Linked DNA regions of Ovis aries: regions 1 and 3 are each linked to region 2. A link is a contact called in public Hi-C data. All regions are on one chromosome and are shown on one strand. Each heading gives the region's core, a stretch centred on a gene start, on an enhancer-like site or on the middle of the called end of the contact. The rest is flanking DNA. Distances are from core to core; before and after follow the strand shown. Region 1 overlaps MAML3 (mastermind like transcriptional coactivator 3). Region 2 has its middle 95 kb from the start of SCOC. Region 3 overlaps MAML3 (mastermind like transcriptional coactivator 3).

Region 1 (2,853 bases), core at 13-2,512, 200 kb before region 2:
ATGATACTGAATAAGGAGACTGGATTTCTGGCCCAGAAAGTATTTCAAGTATGGAAGGACCATTTCTTGAGGGAAATGGGCAGTTTTAACCGCGAGTATCGTCCTTTTGATATCCCCCCAAAACACAAGCAGATCCAAGAATAGCTTACAGGAAACCACAACACTCTTCTTTACTGAGAAATAAACACAGGTTATTTTTTCCAAAGGCACATGAGCGCCCAAATAATAAGCCACCTCCAAAAGGTCGGGAGAAATTAGAACCTATCAGACAAAAGAACCAAAGGAAGTCCCCCCTATATCTGGACTTCACCTGGTTGCAAAAGCAATGGATGCCTATGCCATTCTTATCACCAAAGAGAGCAAAAATTTCTACGAGAACTTCACTGGAATCTGTTTTGTTCTGAGGTCAGATCTACAAAGCCATAATTACCCAGGTAACTTGGGTCTGACGCTACCCAAAATATCTAGGTAATTATAGGAGAAAGGTCATTTCCTCTCTATACTGGCAACTATACCTCTGGGTGTCTCCACTGGCAGTTATCCAGTTAAGAGCAGCCTTTCATTTCACTTTGTGCTTGTACAGACCCTGCCAAAGACGATGACATTCTAAAGGGGGGGGGGTGCGGATTTTGTTTTTAATTGCCTTTATAAATATTCCTCCTCTCTTGCTTGTTCCCTAGGACGATCTGATAAAATATCCTCTGCTCACTTGTACATTGAGGGAAAGGCATTCTGGACTGGGAGAATCCTGGGAGACAGAAAGGAAATGGAGAGGTGAAGAGGAAGAATGAACAGAGATCTGCAAAACTGTCGGGATTAAAAGATTCACCGTGATGAAGAGAGGGGGAGAGACAGAGGAGGAACGGACGTCTTATTCAGAGTTTGAGCTTTGACAACACAGGCAGTTTGGGGGCAGAAAGCCGCATAACTGCCCGTCTGTGATTGCTCAAGAGAAGCGCCCGTTCCTTTTCTTCACAAAGAAAAAATGGCATTTATCTCAAGTACAGCGAGGCATAGGAGGCTTCACCTCCCCCATCCTCTTTCTTCCCTCTTCCTCCTGCCGGCTCGTCTCCCTCACCGCCTCCCCTTCCTGTTGGAAAAGAAAAGGTGGGAGGGGAGTGGGAGGGGGAGGAGGACCCGCCGGCCACCGACAACACGGTGGGAGTCTCTTTTCTTCGGCTTTTACCAGCCTATGGGGGTCAGGATGCTATTGGTTCAGCTTTACGTGTGATCTGGTGCCTCTCACTTAGCAACAGCGAGCAGGGGAGGCAGGAAGCAACGCCACCTGGCTCCTGCGAGCGTGCGGATGGTTTAAAACAAGCCACTAGCTCAGAGGGAGACAGAAAAGGGGGGAGGGGGTGGAGAGAAAGAGAGCAGTCTGAGCTTAACATATTGCACCATTAGGAGCAAGGCTTAATCAGGGTGTTAACTACAACCAACCGGCAGGCACGGGGCGGGGAGAGCGGAGACTGGACAGGAGTTATTTTTAATGAGTATCTGGATATAAATCATATACAGAAAGCCTTCATGTATTTTTTTAAAAGGACAAATGACACTGTGCTGCCTGGGTGGTGGGTGGGGAGATAGATGGGGTTCTCTAGGCAAAAAAAAGGAGATAAGAGGAACCTAAAACTGTCCAGTGGGTTTCCTCGGTTTTATTTTGTTTTCACACCAGGGTGCTACTAGAAAAGGAAAAGGAAAATTGGGTGTACTTGAAAAAGCAATTGGCTATGTAATCCCAGGAATTTTTTTTTAATTAGTCAACAGTAGCTCTTTCTAAATCCTAAATTCCATTTTAGCATTTGAGAATTAACTTTCTGGAGTGGTAAGTGGCAAAAGAGAAGTACATCTCTGCTAGAGAGAGGTGGTTTTGGTTTTTTGTTTTTTTTTTGCCTTGCTTCCTTTGTGGTAAAGGGAAATTTCTGAGAAGGATGCCGATAGAAGTTCTGAAAGCTCACACTGCCTGGATATAACAGGGCCCAGGGCCAATAACAACAAGGAAATGTATTCCGCTGTCCCTTCTTTCATTTCTCTTAATAGAATTTTCCCTTCCCCTCCATCCCAGGTCCCCCACCAGACTTTAGAAGGATTATCTCACCTCCTTACCCATGTAAACTCAACCCACCCCATCACATCAAACAGCCTCGAAACTACAGATGGGAGAGTGTCTTTCGTCCCTTCTTAGAGAAAAATGGTGCCTTTCAGCATGGACTGGAGCCTTTCACTGGTGTCAACCCAGGCCCCTAGAGACAAGGACAAGCAGCCCAGAGGACACAGATGGACCTCTATCCACCCAAATAAACCAGACCCAATTAACCCCTTCAGCTCTGAGCAGTAAAAGCCACTGACTAGAGTGACACCTACTGCTCGGGGTGCAGCTGTACAATCTCCTATCACCGACCAGGTTCTCAAATTCTGCTCCACTGGGCGGGCTCCTCTGAACACGTTTCTCTCTCCTAGTAGCTGAATGAGGACATTTTCAGCTTCTCCTTCTTGGGCTGACCTCAGCATCTGTAACTCGGGACTCCTCAGGGTCTAGGGATCCTCAGCCCTGGGTTACAAAAGCTCCCAGGTATAAACTGACTCCACTTAGCAGTGATTCTACACAGGAGGGAGAGAAAGCAGTTTGATTAAGAGCCCACAACTCATTCAGAATCACTGCTAAGGTGAAATCGCTTTTATTAAGAATCCTCTTTGACACTTGACTACATTATCCTGGGGAAAATGAAACTTTTATCCAGTATCCATGGGATTTTACGCTACGGGGGAAAAACCTGACGGTGAAGGACTAGTGTGCTGTGTGTGTGTGGCCTGGTTGTTAAGTTGTGTCTGGCTCTTCGTGACCCCATGGAC
Region 2 (2,785 bases), core at 247-2,746:
GCCCTCACTGTATTTCTGCTCTCTTCCTGGAGGGCAAATAAAGCTTGCTGACTCAGGAGGGAGACAAGACACTCAACGGTAGTAGTTCTGGGGGTTCAACTTTGGTGGCTGTCTGCAGAAACTCCAGTGATCTGCAAGATAATCTGACCTAATTTCAACTGTAAACTTAAAAACTGACTGAACAGATAGTACATACCTGGCTGTTTAGAAACATTATCTCCTTTAATCTTCAGAGGAACCCTTAGGTAAGAATCATGACCACCATTTCATAAACCTGCAAACTGAAGATCAGGGAGGTTAAATGACACACCCAATGTCCCAGCTAGGAGACGTGGGCTCAGAATTTTCCAGTCTGAGTGTGTCTGACCCTAGAGCCCATGTTATACACTCTCTGAGACCTTTCCAACTGAGAAGAGAACATATACCCAGGAAAGAGGGAGGAGAGGACAGGGTCCCCACACTGCCACGGCCCAGCATCAGGGGCAGGAAGATGGATAGAGGCAGAGGGCCGAAGAAGGACAAACTAATGGCATTTGCTGTTGGGAGTGACCAGTCTGTGGATGTTCTTCAGCTCATCTCTTGGCCCGCTTCTCCTCAGTCTAGGAGACAGAGACGCCAGATGGGTCTCAGGGGGCAGCAAACTGGGCATCTTCCTCCAGCTCCAAGGAGAGTCGGGTTGTTAATACTAAGTTACTCTAGGCTGGCCTCCTGCTAAGTTAAGCATCACTTTTAAAAAATCCTCACATCATTATTGTAAGGTAAGCATTACTGCCGCTTTTAATAGTTGGGGAGAAGGAAGATTGGGGAGTTTAGGGACATCCCCAAGATCAAAAGACCCCAGGTGTCAAAGCTCACATTTCAACCCAGGCATCTGACTTTAGGCCCATCAAGCATGTAACACCATGTTCTACTAGACAGAGGTTGAGGGTCGTGGATGACCGCGTGGCCCTTTCAGGGCGGGGTGACAGTGCCAGCCCGCGACCAGGGAGGGGCAGGGTCGCCAGTCCTCCTGAGGGACGCATGCGGATGGCGCCAGCCGTGCTCAGGCAGCCACATGGGAGCCTGCTCCTCCGGGACCCACCCGACCCTGTTGCTTGGGGGCCGGGCCTGCAGCGATCCTGGCCTTGGCCTTGCCCGAGTCGGAAGGCAGCCTCATGCTCGGCTGGACAGCAACTGGGGTGCTCTGGATGGATGAGCTAGAGAGGGAGGTATCCAGGCTTAGGCGTGCGCCAAGGACCGGGGCGTGGGGCTCTGAACACAGATCACACCCCCGATCCCTTTCCCCCGGCGATCCCCACCCCTCACCACCCGCCTCCCACCGCCAGTGGTCGGTCTGCCCGTCTGGCCGGAGCCTCCGCCGGGTGCGGCCGGACGGTGGTGGGTGACTGGGGGAAGGGAGGGGACGCCCTGCTCCTCGGCCGTCGACCCCGGAGGCTTTGTGTATTCGGAACCGGATTCCCCACCTCCCTCCCCCACCTCCCATTCCCGCTTTCTTTTCCCTTAACCCAAGTCCCAGTAGAGTATTCAGCAATTAGCACGTGAGGAGGGGGTGGAAGGCGGCGGCGGGCGGGCGTGGGGGCGGTGAGATTCCCCCGCACCCACCGCCCCCCACCGCCCCCGCCGGGATGGGTCCCGAGCTCCCGCCTGCGCTGCCTTCGTGCGCCACCTACCGGCTGCTCGCGGCAGCTTCGAGCCCGCCAGCGCGGTTCCTAGGCAGATCTTAATCTCCGTGGACAATAGACAATGGGATTTTTTTTTAAAAAAGCAATGATTTATTTTGGGGGGTGGGGATAAGAGGAAAGGAGGGAGGGAGGAAGCAGCAGTGTGTTTGTCATCGCTTTAGGAAAAAAAAAAAGTCTGTTCTATCATTGTTTCTGCATATCCATTATGTTGAGGACAAAAGAATCCCCTTCTGGAACAACAAAGCCAAGGGAAATGTTTTCTGTGGCTGACATTTAATTGTGTGCGCAAGGTGCTACATTATCACGGAGAGAGACTGTAAGGAAGCTAGGGCACAGCTTAGTTGTATGCCTGATCAGGTTCAGAAGCCTGGTTTTCTGCGTTAAGATGTGGGCTTTCTTACCTGAACCCAGTTTTATATGGCCTCATGTACTGGTGTTATGCAGGACACATTATTCTGTGTTTCTGTATAGTTGCCTAACCCAGCACAAGGATTCCTTGTGGATTGTTTTCTCACTGCCTTCAAGGGCCTTTTCTTTTACAGCCAACAGGGATAATCATGCTTCATTTCACAACCTCCCTACACTCACTTTACCAAAACGACACTAATTTTAAGGAGCTATTAGGAGCCTTGGAGAACACTTAGACCAACCTCCTCAGTTGTACACAGGAAGCGGGTAGAATGCCTTGTCCAAAGTCATGAAAGTGATTAGAGATGCATTTGGGACCAGAAAGCTTGTATCCTGAGCCCTGGTTTCTAGTATGATCTGCTATTTAATGTCCTGATGCCCAGCACCCCCTGACTCTCTCACCCTGTCCTTTCTGGCTGAACAACCCCCCAGGCAGTGAGTTGTGTGCACAAAGACCAGTGGTAACTAGGCCTGATCGGGGTGGGCTGAAGTGTAAACTTCCTTGATTGGCGGCAGCCCTTTTATTCCCTTTTCACCGCTTTCCCTCTGTAGAATGAAGGAGGGGTTGAGGGGTGCAATATGGACATTATCTTCATTCCTTAATTTTGTTATTTTTGCTGTGATAAGTTAATATGTAAAACCTATACAATTATCCACAATTCACTAGAAGATGCTTTTTCTGAGAGGCAAGGCTT
Region 3 (2,834 bases), core at 249-2,748, 240 kb before region 2:
CCTGCATTGGGCCTTAGCTGCAGTACACAGGATCTTTGCTGCATCACAAGGGATCTTTCATTGCAGCACAGAGACCCTAGTTGCGGCATGCAAGTTCAGTAGTTTCGGTGCACAGGCTTAGTTGCTCTGTGGCAGGTACGATCTTAGTTCCCCAACCAGGGATCGAACCCATATCTTCAGCATTACAAGACAGATTCTTAACCACTGGACCACCAGGGAAGTCCTACTCATGTCTTAACAACTTTAAAAAAAATGGGTTGAAAAAACTGGATCATTCCTGAATGCCTTTTTATAATTTTTTTTCATACTGTGTTTTAGCTTGCTACCAATTAATGTAATTAATCCTTTAATGCTCGGCATCTATATGTTTTCTCAACTTTTATGATTGTAATAAACAAAGAGTAGTCATAACTGACAATAAATAAAAAAGTTTAAAAGATCAAAAACTAAAAGATAAAAAATTACTTAGAGAAACATGAAATCTTAACCTCTCAACTTAAATTGTTAATATGAAAAGTTAGTCACCGGAGGATGATTTTTTTTCCTCTTCTAAATTGTTATTTAAACCTCAGCTTCTTAATCAACTTGAGTTCCAAGTGGTTTCTGTTGACTCATTTTAAGTTACCCTTGAACTCTACCCTGCAGCCATACTGAAATATTTTTCAATTCCCCGAATTGCCTATGTTCTTTTCCAGGGATCTGGTGTATGTTCTCAGTCTTGAAAACTTCCCCACTCAACAGTTTCACTTCAGTCATGTCAAACCCTTCACGACCCTATGGACTGTTGCCTACTAGGCTCCCCTGTCCATGGGATTTTCCAGGCAAGAATATCAGAGTGGATTGCCATGCCTTCCTCCAGGGGATCTTCCTAACCCAGGGATGGAATCTGAATTTCTTACACTTTCTGCATTGACAGGAGGGTTCTTTGCCACTAGTGCCACCTGGGAAGCCCTTTGACTAACTATCTCCTACTAAATCAACAGGTTTCTAAGACACTTCTTTTGTGAAATCTTCCCAGATCCCTTAGAAGTCTAGATGAAGCGTATCTCATGTGTCTTGTAACTGTTTCACCATACTGTAATTAGCCCTTTACTTGTCTGTTTGCCCAAAGGATCTAAAGCTCTTTGAGGCAGGGATGATATTTTGTTCACTGTTTTATTGCCATCACCAAGAGTGATGGAAGAATGAGAATGAATGAATGAACAGAAAGATTCTTAAATCTCTCGCATCAGAAGATGGGCAACTCCTTGGTCACCCAGATGATCGGTTCCTGCTTATGAAGACGGTCAACAGGATAAGCAAGCTCCCTGGAGATGCCCTGAAACTATCTTAGAGCTTCATCATTCTACTGCACACAAACTGGACCCTTCAGCATCTTTTCAGAAAACCCGACCTAATCTAACAGGTGTTTCCCATGAGTTACTCTTGGAAAGTACCAAAGTCCTTTACAGCAAATAGTTCAAGGTCCTCAAAAAGATACATCACACAGCTTCAGTGTGCAATGGGCAGCTAGGAGTGTCCCCAGTGAAGGTGGCATAAAAGGCTGCCTGCAGTATAATACTGAGGTAGGTTAATCTGACTGCTTCATTTTCTTGGAGAAATATTAAAGGTCTGTGTACTTTAAAGAGAGGATTTCCTGGTACTACAGAGTCTACCGCTAAGTTCCCATCTTTCTCAGTACTGAGACTGCAGATCCTTAAACAGCAGCTTTGAGAGGGCTCAGCAGTGCTCCCAGGGACAAAGGCCTTAAGACACAGGACCTATGCCAGGCCCTTGTTTTTTCACATCTCATCAGAAAGTCCTTCCCCCTGCGAAAAAAGCAGTGCCATTTTTTTTCTTCCTGATCTTTGTCAACTGTGTTGCTGTACCGCATTGGGAAGCATTCACAGTGGCCATTACCTGCCCTGTTTACTCAGTGTTAAGTATTAACAAGGCCTGTGCTGTCTCAGCTGCTGCCGTATTTCTCCAGGAAAGACGTGCCTATGTAAATGCCCTCATGCAAACAGGAGCCTTATCTTTTGCTAAGTGGGGGTGGGGAGAAGACTTGGAGACAGCGGAAAGGATAGAAGGAAACAGGAGCTGTTAAAAACGTCATTTCCAGGTACACATAAAATAACCGCACAATGAAATCTTGTTCGTGGCTGTTTTTTTGTCTATATCTTCTCGCTATGGTGGCGCTAGTGGTAAAGAAATCACCTGCTAACACAGGAGACATAAGAGATGCAAGTTTGATGCCTGGCTAGGGAAGATCCCCTGGAGGAGGAAATGGCAACGACTCCAGTACACTTGTCTGGAGTTTCCCATGGACAGAAGAGCCTGGCGGGCTACAGTCTACGGAGTCACAAAGAGTCGGTCAGGACTGAAGCGACCTAGCTGGCACACAGGGGTTATAAAGCACCTATTTCTGGGTTTGTTTATAATGGCTTCAGTTTTCTATTGAGTAAATGGTGTGTAAATATTTCACAGAATAAAGAGGAAAGAAATAAGCCTTGCCATTGGACTCTTTGCTTAGGTTTGTGTGTTTGGTTTCCGGTGTGGGGCAGCTATGCTGAAGTGGGTAGGAGCGTTTCTGAGGGGATGAAGAAAGCTGACCATATTTACTCGAGCACAAAGAAGGGCAAAGGGTTTGATTAAAACTCCTACCAGATACTGCTTGCTGGACAGCGAAACTGCAATACTTGCAAAGAGGAGGGCCAAACACCATTCAGAAGAGATCAAATACAAATAAAAAACTGACTTGGGGGGGGGAAATGTTTCACTAGAGTCAGCTTTTCTGTAAAAACTGGCTCACTCTCATTACTTTCCCTAAGTTTAGGCTTGGGTCAGATGACAAG

What was found. Hi-C and Micro-C count contacts between places; a contact is called where the count stands out from the background.
Region 1: a Hi-C map of hypothalamus shows a contact between it and region 2, with 3 times the contacts expected there. The contact joins two enhancer-like sites. A contact is called at or near these places in 2 of 16 Hi-C or Micro-C datasets (hypothalamus and omental adipose tissue).
Region 3: a contact with region 2 is called in a Hi-C map of liver, with 3 times the contacts expected there. The contact joins two enhancer-like sites. A contact is called at or near these places in 2 of 16 Hi-C or Micro-C datasets (liver and tail adipose tissue).

Annotation. Positions count from the first base shown.
Region 1 is chr17:17,740,225-17,743,077 of ARS-UI_Ramb_v3.0, reverse strand. All of the region lies in intron 1 of MAML3 (mastermind like transcriptional coactivator 3), which reads right to left. Among named protein-coding and RNA genes, the nearest start is that of TRNAC-GCA, 43 kb to the left of the region's middle. Within about 2 kb of position 1,262, at least 31 of the 54 cell types and tissues checked have an H3K27ac peak or open chromatin away from gene starts, as enhancers often do. A contact at or near this core is called in hypothalamus, where this site is marked.
Region 2 is chr17:17,536,327-17,539,111 of ARS-UI_Ramb_v3.0, reverse strand. No RefSeq gene overlaps it. Among named protein-coding and RNA genes, the nearest start is that of SCOC, 95 kb to the right of the region's middle. Within about 2 kb of position 1,496, at least 21 of the 54 cell types and tissues checked have an H3K27ac peak or open chromatin away from gene starts, as enhancers often do. A contact at or near this core is called in hypothalamus and liver, where this site is marked.
Region 3 is chr17:17,775,490-17,778,323 of ARS-UI_Ramb_v3.0, reverse strand. The region is part of intron 1 of MAML3 (mastermind like transcriptional coactivator 3); the gene reads right to left. Among named protein-coding and RNA genes, the nearest start is that of TRNAC-GCA, 8.0 kb to the left of the region's middle. Within about 2 kb of position 1,498, at least 15 of the 54 cell types and tissues checked have an H3K27ac peak or open chromatin away from gene starts, as enhancers often do. A contact at or near this core is called in liver, where this site is marked.